2 separate regions of the Sus scrofa genome follow, and region 1 is linked to region 2. The links are chromatin contacts, called in public Hi-C maps. All regions are on one chromosome and are shown on one strand. The core of a region is the stretch at or near the end of the contact, and the rest is flanking DNA. Distances in the headings are between cores, read along the strand shown. Region 1 has its middle 97 kb from the start of RBFOX2. Region 2 holds the start of RBFOX2 (RNA binding protein, fox-1 homolog (C. elegans) 2).

The links. A called contact is a pair of places that touch in the nucleus more often than the background predicts.
Region 1: a Hi-C map of fetal skeletal muscle shows a contact between it and region 2, with 1.8 times the contacts expected there. The contact joins the enhancer-like site here to the promoter of RBFOX2 in region 2. A contact is called at or near these places in 5 of 47 Hi-C or Micro-C datasets (alveolar macrophages, embryonic fibroblasts, fetal liver and 1 more) and 1 of 2 datasets of contacts at active chromatin or transcription factors (skeletal muscle).

What each region holds. Positions count from the first base shown.
Region 1 is chr5:11,903,696-11,907,812 of Sscrofa11.1, reverse strand. It overlaps a transcript of RBFOX2 not described here. Among named protein-coding and RNA genes, the nearest start is that of RBFOX2, 97 kb to the right of the region's middle. Within about 2 kb of position 1,507, at least 34 of the 83 cell types and tissues checked have an H3K27ac peak or open chromatin away from gene starts, as enhancers often do. A contact at or near this core is called in fetal liver, fetal skeletal muscle and skeletal muscle, where this site is marked.
Region 2 is chr5:11,806,117-11,810,715 of Sscrofa11.1, reverse strand. RBFOX2 (RNA binding protein, fox-1 homolog (C. elegans) 2) reads right to left here and starts at 1,566. Exons shown (of 13, transcript NM_001244837.1): 1 at 1,301-1,566. The coding sequence starts at 1,327.

The sequences.
Region 1 (4,117 bases), core at 258-2,757, 97 kb before region 2:
CCTAGTCGGGTTCATTAACTGCTGAGTCACAGAGGGACTATTATTTTTATTTTTTGGCCATGTTCCAGGTCTGTGGAAATTCCTGGGCCAGGGATCGAACCCAGGCCACAGCAGTGAAAACGCCTATGCGTCCTTAACCACTAGGCTACCAGAGAACTCCAGGGGTGCTGTTAGAATCCGGCGCTGGGCTCAGGAGAACCAGCCAATGCAAGAGCAAAAGGTGACCAAGAATCTGCACACGCCCAAGGCAAAGGGGGTGGGGCACCTTCTTTTGAGCAAGATTTTTCCCCCCATTTTCTTTCTTTATCCTTTAGTGTTTTAACATGGTTATTGTTAACTCTTGCCCCACTTTACCGATCGAGGGAAATGAAGAGTTGGATAGAAAGATGATGCCAACATATTGAATGTTAGGAGCCTGGGATGGCAGCTGGGCAGGCCTAGACTTTGCAGAGCTTTATGGACTCTGCCTTTAGTCTCAAGGCAGAATTGGCCTTTTCAGGGGACTGGAGGGAGCGAGTTCTACCTGGGGAACCCTTCTGAGGGAAGAGGTGGAGGAAGAAGACCCTATAAAAGGGGCTGGGGGGGCAGCTAGAGAGAGGACCAAATGCCAGCTCTCGGGTTTCTGCCTGGGAAGCCCTAGTAATACCAGCGCTCTGAAGGGAAGGGCACCACGGATGCTGGCACCCCAGTTCTGCCGCTGCCCACCCCTGTGAAAGGGCATCGCCTCTCTCCTCGGCTCCCTGCTCTTTCACGTGCAATAACACTGCTGGGTCTGGAATTCCATCGCTGCTTTTGCAGCTGTTGACTGCAGCTATTGCTGTTTCATGGACTCTGGGTCAGGGGCAAAGTCAGAGGAATTTATCACCCCGTCCATCACAGCGTGAGCATCAATCAATATGTGGGTGGAGGCGGGGGGAGGGGGGGACTGTGGATACCGAGGAATGGGTGCGGCACCCCGCATTCTGCGGCTGAGGGGCCCTGAGCCAGGCGCAGCCATGCTTCCAGAGCAGGTGGAATCTTTGTCCCAGGACACACCCCTCTTTCCTCAAGATTACGCGCTGTAAACACCACCCCCAGAAAAGTCCTGGGAAAGCGCAGTCTGGGCTTGGCTTGCCTGGTGCAGCCAGCAGGAAGCCTGGGCGCCGGGGACCCGCAAGAGGCCTCCCAGCACCTGCCACGGGGTTGCCAGGAAGATGAAGAGGGTGGGAGAGCACGGGGAGGGGCGCTCGGCATCCCCTGCATCACCAGGGGTGGCCATTCGGGGAGGGCGGGTATCACCCTGCATTATTTATGCTTGTACGTTGCAGACACTGGAGTGAACAAAACAAAGCAGCCGGCCTCCAGGCGCTTCCGATCTGGTGCAAGGAGACCCGTGGGGGATAAACTATCGGGGAGCGCGGTCCGCAGGACCTCAGAGCCCGAATAAGGACGGGGACCACTCCTTGCACAGGGCCGGACAGGATCCAGTTACTACTGCAGCGGGTGTGGAGAGCAGACCAGGCGGGGCTGCTGCGGCGGAAGGGACCAGGCCAGACCCGCCAGCTTTGGAGCGGGCAGCAGCGGAGGGACTCGCTCCCCTGGGCCTGTCGCCATCTGCGTCCCTTGGGAAGGTCCGGCGCCCGGGGAAGCGCCATCCGCTGTCACAGGGGGCAGCTTCAGGGGCCTGGAGGGAGAGGCCGGGCGGCCTCGGGGCGAAGAGCCGGGAACTGGCTGCTGAAACGCATTCCAGAAGTGTGTCACGAAGGGGAGGGCTGGGATCGTGCGAAATGATTTGCAGGTTTCGACGCCACAGGGACTAGAAGAAGGAGAACGCTCGCCTCCAGGAGGGAGGGACGTAGGGGCCAAGCTCCCGAGAAGGTGGGAAGGACGGCGGGTGCGCAGGTGTGGGGTCAGCTCCCGACGGAAGCCGCCTCTCCCGGCCGAACGGGAAGGACGGGGAGGGACGGGAGTGGGTTCCAGCAGGGGTCTAGGTCTGGTAGCAGAAGGGGGATGGGGACGGTCCACCCCTCCGCCCGGAACTAGGAAGAGAGGTGACTGCGTGCATTTGGGAGTCGGAGATTCAGGGGGAATTTCAGAGATTTGGGAATTACTGGCAGGGAAACGAACGCAGGAGGGGGTGGCTGAAGAAGCCCAAAGGCCCAGGAGCCTCGGTGGCAGTGGGAGCCGGGGCAGAGGTGACAGGGAGAGCGCCCCCTGGGGAGCGTGGCGGCGCGCCCGCCAGGAGCGGATGCAGGGGAAGCGGAGCTGCAGGTTTGAGAGGCAGCAGCGGGGAAGCAGCCCCTGCCAGGGCCGGAGCTCCCGGGCTGGAGGAGCCAAAGGGCGGGCGCCGAGGCCCCGGCCTTGGGCTGCGTTTCCCACCCCCTCACCTCTTCGGGGGAGCGGTGCCTTCGCCGCCTTTTTTCCATCTTACAAGTCAAATCCAAGTTCCATCTTTGAGCTGCAGGAGGAGGCAACGTCTCGTAGCACCAACACAAGCAGGCCAGAGAATGGTGTTTCTCTCTTTTATTTAAAAACAGTGCTTCATTACCATTTGCAAAGGCAGAGGCGGTGCTCCTCCTTCGCTTAGAGTTTATAAAAGCCAGCAACATGATCAATAATTTATACACATGGATAGTAATACAAAAAAATAAGGAATAAAAGCTAAAGCTCTAACTACTCCGACCTTCACAATTCCAGCTACTTGATAATAATAGGAATAACCCAATGAATACTGTATGGTCTGAAAGCTACTATACAATATGATTCTTAACAAGAAGGGGAGGGGAGTAGAGACTGTCACAAAGCCCTGGGTGCTTCTCTGGAGGCTGCAGGGAAACAGGACCCTGGGCAAGCAGCTCGGGTGTCCTAGGAAGTGATTCTGGGGGGGGGGTGAGGAGGGGAGGAAGGTGAGGTGGTTGATAACACAAGCATCCCATGTGATGCCCCGTGCCCCAAAGGTACCTGTTTTGCCATGGCAACGGGAGGGGGCCGGAGAAACTGCATGTGGCATGTAGGGATGGTTCCATCCCTGCCATGGGGGCGGGGATGGGGGGAAAAGTTGGGGGGGGGGTCGGTGGCATTTCTAGCCTTGCAAAGATCTGGGCTGAAAAGCTCAGAGACTCAGTAGGTCCGCCTGTCTGGGACAAGGAAACTCAACTGGCTCTCTGGGCACTTTGCAGCCCTGGCTTACGTGTGTCAGTCCCAGGTTTGCTCCAGCTATTCACAAGCAGAATTATAACACAAGAAAGAAACAATTCATATCCCTTAGGGGGGGCCAAAAAAAAAAAAAAAAGATCAATTCGTCACTCGATATATAATACAGCCAAAAATGAGCTGCCAAAACAAGCACACACACACACAAAAATACTGTGAACAGAAAAAATACAAGAAAATGACTAGGCTGGGGGTCTTGATGGGGTGTCGACATTGCTTAAAGCATGTATCAGTCCCCGGAAAAACCAAACCAAAAAATGTTTAAAAAATGCAAAAACTTCTGTACCCCCTGGGACTCTGGCGTTGGTAACGGGCAGGGGGCGGGGAGAGAAAAGAGAAGCCATGCTCCCTTTTCGCTGGCCAGGGAGCTGGGCCCTCCCGACACCGGCGGGTGTGTCCCTGCCAGGCGGGGACCCAGCGCCCCGGCCGGCAGTCTCCTTAAAGGCAGGGTTTGAGTTGTGGCTGCCGAGCGGTTCTCTCCGTTACCAGTCCCTGCCAACCAGCACTACCATGGCTGAATTGATCTACCGTTTTCCTGAGTGAACTGTAACTGGTTACAGACCCGGTAACAGGGAGAAGAACTAGCTACCACGGGCGACTGGCAGGACTTGAGGAATCCCCTCCAGCCCTCGGCTCCTGGCTCCTCGTGCATTTGATTCGGAATTTGAGAACTTGCCTAGGCTGGTGTGCACGCCGCGTTTGAAAGGCAGGTGCTGGGGACTCACTGCACTCACTAAACCAGGGGGCGCACGCTGGCTTAGGACACCCGGAGTCTACTTGGAAAGGGCCCTGCTTCACGCTCTAGCTTTCGGGTGGCTATTGCCCGGCTCATCAGTAAAGCAAGTATGAAGGAAGTACACGGGGAGAGGGGGACGGAGGGAAGAGGCTTTTGGACAGTAACATTTCCAAAAAAATAAAATAAAAA
Region 2 (4,599 bases), core at 317-2,816:
GAGCAACTGCTAAAACAAAAAAAACTGACTTTGGAAAGATATTATTCTTTGAAACTTCCCTTTCCTCTAGGTCACATTGGGAAAATCTCCCTAACGCCTTACCTCCTTCCAAACAGCACTGCGGGGCATTATATAACATTTAACTGGACAGGGTTCCAGCTCCTAAAATGATGCTCTACCCAGATAGCCAGCTGACTCTCTCGCCCTCCGGTGGTGACTTAAGAAACGAGACAAGAGAATATTAAAAAAAAAAAAAAAAAAAAAAAAAAAAAAAAAAAGGCAACCTCCTTAAAAGGAAAACCACTGTCCAGTGATGAAATTTCCCTACAGAGCATAAAAGCCTGGAGTGAAACTGATCCTAAGTCTGAGCTTAAATGACATGAATGTGCCACAATGCAAATAATCCTCATTGATAAATCAGTCTCTCAACCCACATATAAAGAAAAAAGCATAAAGGGACATACAGAAGGTTGCCAAGAAGAAAAAGAGCACTGCCGGGGGAAATCAGGGAAGAATATTCACCTTTCCATCTGTCAGGAATGACTTGCTAAAATGCAGCTATTGCCTGGCATAGCCAAAGACAGGCAGAGACAGACAGAGAGAGAGCGCGCTTTCATTTCCTACTCCCTCTCCTTCAGATGTCTTTTAATGCCCGTGGACTGTCATTTATACATTCAGACTTGTTCTTCTGCCAGGGAGGGCTCTGCTGCACCTGGATGCTACGGCTCTCACTGAAAACATCCTCTGCCAGTAACAAAGACACGAAAATGAAACATTTTTCCAGCCTTCATTTTTAATAAGCCATTTAAAGCAAAGGGAGCAGAACTACAATTCCACAGCCAATCCCGAGAACCCGAAGTGAATCCGGAATGAGATTTCCCTCTAACGCAAATTCTTCTGCAATTCTTAAAAGGAAGTGAGCTCCCTTGCCCTCTTTTTGGCAGTCTACAAGAATCTCTCCCTACCTCTGTGGTCCCTCCCTCCCTCCCTCTCCTCAGAACCAAGACAAAGAGGTAGACCAATCCCCACAGGGTCTTAACTGAGCTCCAGCTGCACAGCACAGGAAACAGGAATCTGCTACGGAGCTGGGGAGGGGGGGAGAAAAAAGGATACGGACACAACACACACACACACACGACTCACGACAGGCACAGACGAACACTTTTCAGCTGCTAGCAATAATTCTGTCCCTTTCTAAAAGGTTAATAAATTAAAACTCTGGTGACTATGCCCCACCCCCATATCTTTATTTAGATCTCAGAAACAAGAAAAGAAACACAGGAGGAAACACAAATCTTACCTGAGTTACCATTTTCTTCTTCTCCATAAACCGAATGGCACAGAAGATGAACACTTCAGAGCAGTCGTGCTGGGGCACACCTTCCACGGCTCTCCTTCCTCCCCCCTCCCCCCCCAGCCTAGCTCTTTAAGGGTGGGCGGTTGCTCTCCCTCTATCCCGTTTTCCTTCCTTTTTCTTTCTAGTGTTTCTTCCTTTCTTTTCTCTTCCTCTCTGGCAGTCTCTCCCCCTCCTCCTTTCTCCAGCTCCCTCCCATATCTCAGGCAGATGGCTGAAGGAAGCCCCACCCCTGAATGCCGAAGGTAATTAATCAGAGTAGAGCCCCACCTCTTCCTCCTCCCCCCGCCCCCTCCCCGCAGGCTGACATCTCCCAACTCCAGAAACAGGCCTGCTGGAGAATGGCAGTTTGGTGTGTGCTTTGCGCGTGCGTGCGTGGTGTGTGTGTGTGTGTGTGTGTGTGTGTGTGAGTGAGAGAGAGAGAGAGAGAGAGAGGGAGGAGAGAGGGAGGAGGAGGGAAGGAGGGGGAGAGAGGGAAGGGCAGGCGCCATGTGCAGGCATATTTTAAGGAGTGAGTATCTGCGATGGTGGCATTAATTATATACACAGGAAGTATTCACGGCAGCTTACCACAGTTAATACAGATTTAAAATATTCCATCTAAGAATATCTGATAATAAATAAATGAAAGAGAAATTATTTTTAAAAAAACATTTCCACTGATGTACAGTCTACAGATGCAGTGGATTTAATAAAAGATGAGAAAAGCTGCTCCGTGACTGGAAGGTTTTCAAGGAATGGAAATATGCAAGAACCTGCTTGTCCTAAACCAGTCTAATGGCTGCAAAGGACTGAAAAAGAAGGGAGGTAATTTAAGAGCTTATTTTTTCTACTGTAAAAAAAAATCAGGGGGATCTGAAAAAGGTGATTGCTTAAGAAACTTAAGGTGGATACAAATTGGACTGCTCAAGGCTTCCAGCTTTATTAAAAACTGTAGTTAACTCAGAATGTGCCCTTTGTGTTCCCCAGCCTTCTGCATCTCAGCTGCTACTGAAAAACATAAACCCTTTCTTACAGACACTGACATATATACCATGACATTTGTGCCATTACTGTAACTACTGACCGTTACTCTAGAGTGCTTATTAGATGCAGAAGGTTTGGGAGAATGTTCACTGAATATAAGAGTTTCTTCTAAGTTCTCTTAGTAAAAAGTCGTAATGAAAAAAAGCATCAAAGGTATGATTCAGTCCAAAAGTCCTGGTCAAAGTCCTAATTCTCCCCTTTATAAGTGATCTTGGAAAAGTCTTTAACCTCTGAATATAAGCATCATAATCTCCCTATTTTCTGTTATTAAATATTCAAACAAAGTAACCTATGGGAATGTTTGATGAGTTTATGATGTTCTTCTCAAACATAAAGATGCTCTCATTTTTTTTTAGTATTCTAAGAAATAAAATCCTGAAGGTTTTATTACATTTCTTAGTTATGCTATATTTATTATGTTATAATCCCTAGTAGAGTACCCAAAGAGCAAAGAAATTAATTCTAGATTAAGATGCCTATTTAAAAAGTAAACACATAAAAAAATCAAAATTAAAAATCACAAATCACACTGAGAAGACATCATTTTTTTGCTGTCTCAATGAGGACTGTTTGGCTTTTAGTGTGTGGTATAATAATGTTGGTTGGCCCAGTGCCAATATAACATCATCATGCTCCCATTCGAATTAATAGTCATTTTAATAATTTTGAAAAGAATACAGCAACTACCAAATGATCTGGAGAACCTGGAGAACCTGGGTACTGTGAACCTATAATATGTCAGGCACTATTCTGGGCATTTTACAGCTATCTGTGTACTTTTAGTATAATCCATAATGTGTAAAGAAATATGTACAAAAGGATGGGATCTTTAACCACCAGAAAAAAAAAACATTAAAAGAAATAAATCAGAACTAGGTTTATTCTTAATTAAAGTTTTTAGAAATCATCTGGAAGACAGTACATATTACATTCTCTGCATGTGCAACTGACAAGTCCATTTGGATATAAAATGCAGTCAAAAATTTTAAAGACAAAAAAAGAGGTATGCAAATTTCGCTGGAAATCAGGGAAACGCAGTGTATTTTTGGGAAAGTCTAAATCATATTTATGGGATAATTATTTACATTTTCATTTCTAATACAAGAAACTGAAATGAACTGTATACCATTCTTTGAATCCACTGGTCCAGGATAGTGTGAGGGGCAAAAGACCTGGAGCATCAAGAAGACAGACTCCCCCACTCCCCACCACACACACACATACGCTGCTTTGCAAGCCATGGCTCTCTGGAGGCTTGCAAGCCTCCATTCGTATGAAAAGAAACAAAGGCCCAAGACGAGATTTTTAGAAAATAAAAATGAGGGATTCCCACATGCAAAAAATCTAGGACTATGAAAAAGGTTTTCTTAGGCCTGGTATTCATGCCTCTTTTCTACATCTAGGACCAATATTTTACACTGCAAATAATGAACTTTCAAAAGTCATTACCACAAGAAAGAGTTCTAGCATGAGCTAAAAGTTAAACAAAAATTAAAGTGATTTCCATCAACTTGCTGATGCACTGTACAAACTTGAGGGTATTCTGAAGCGTGTCCCTGACTTTAAAGGCTGGTGTTACAGGGAACAATCGCTCCCTCGTGCCCATGTGAGAGAAGAGCAATTGAACAGCCTGGATCTGACCCAGCAGAACCACTGGAATCCCCTGGTGGCTGAGTGTGCCCAGGAGCATCCCAAGGAGAAACTCATTTCAGGACATTTTCTGGGCAGGAGCTAGGGGAGGTGGGCAGCAAATACCCCATAAAAATGTCAGCTAAGGGAGGAGACCATGTCTGCCCTCACAGATCAATCCCCAGCTCCCAGCACAGTGCCTGGACATATGGCAGGTACACTATAAATATTTGCTAAATAAAATTCTGCCTGTCTAATGTCTTAGGTGTTTCACGTAACCCCAGCTTCCTTTCCCCAATGCCGCTCAATGGATATTTATGTTATTAGAGTTACCAAAGACCAAATTCTATGGACATTTAACCCCTTCTTTGACTTATCTGTGGCATTTGGCACTCCCTCCTTTAGGAAACTCTTATTCTCAGCTTCCAATGATATCAGTCTTCCCTGATTTTCCCCTTTCCCTGTTCACTCGCTTCCCCATCGTACCCTTTTCCCTCTGCCCACCCTCTATGGTATTGCTTGAGGTGTCACCTTAGGACCTCTTTTTACTGCAACCACAGATCCTTTTTTTTTTTTTTTTTTAATCTTTT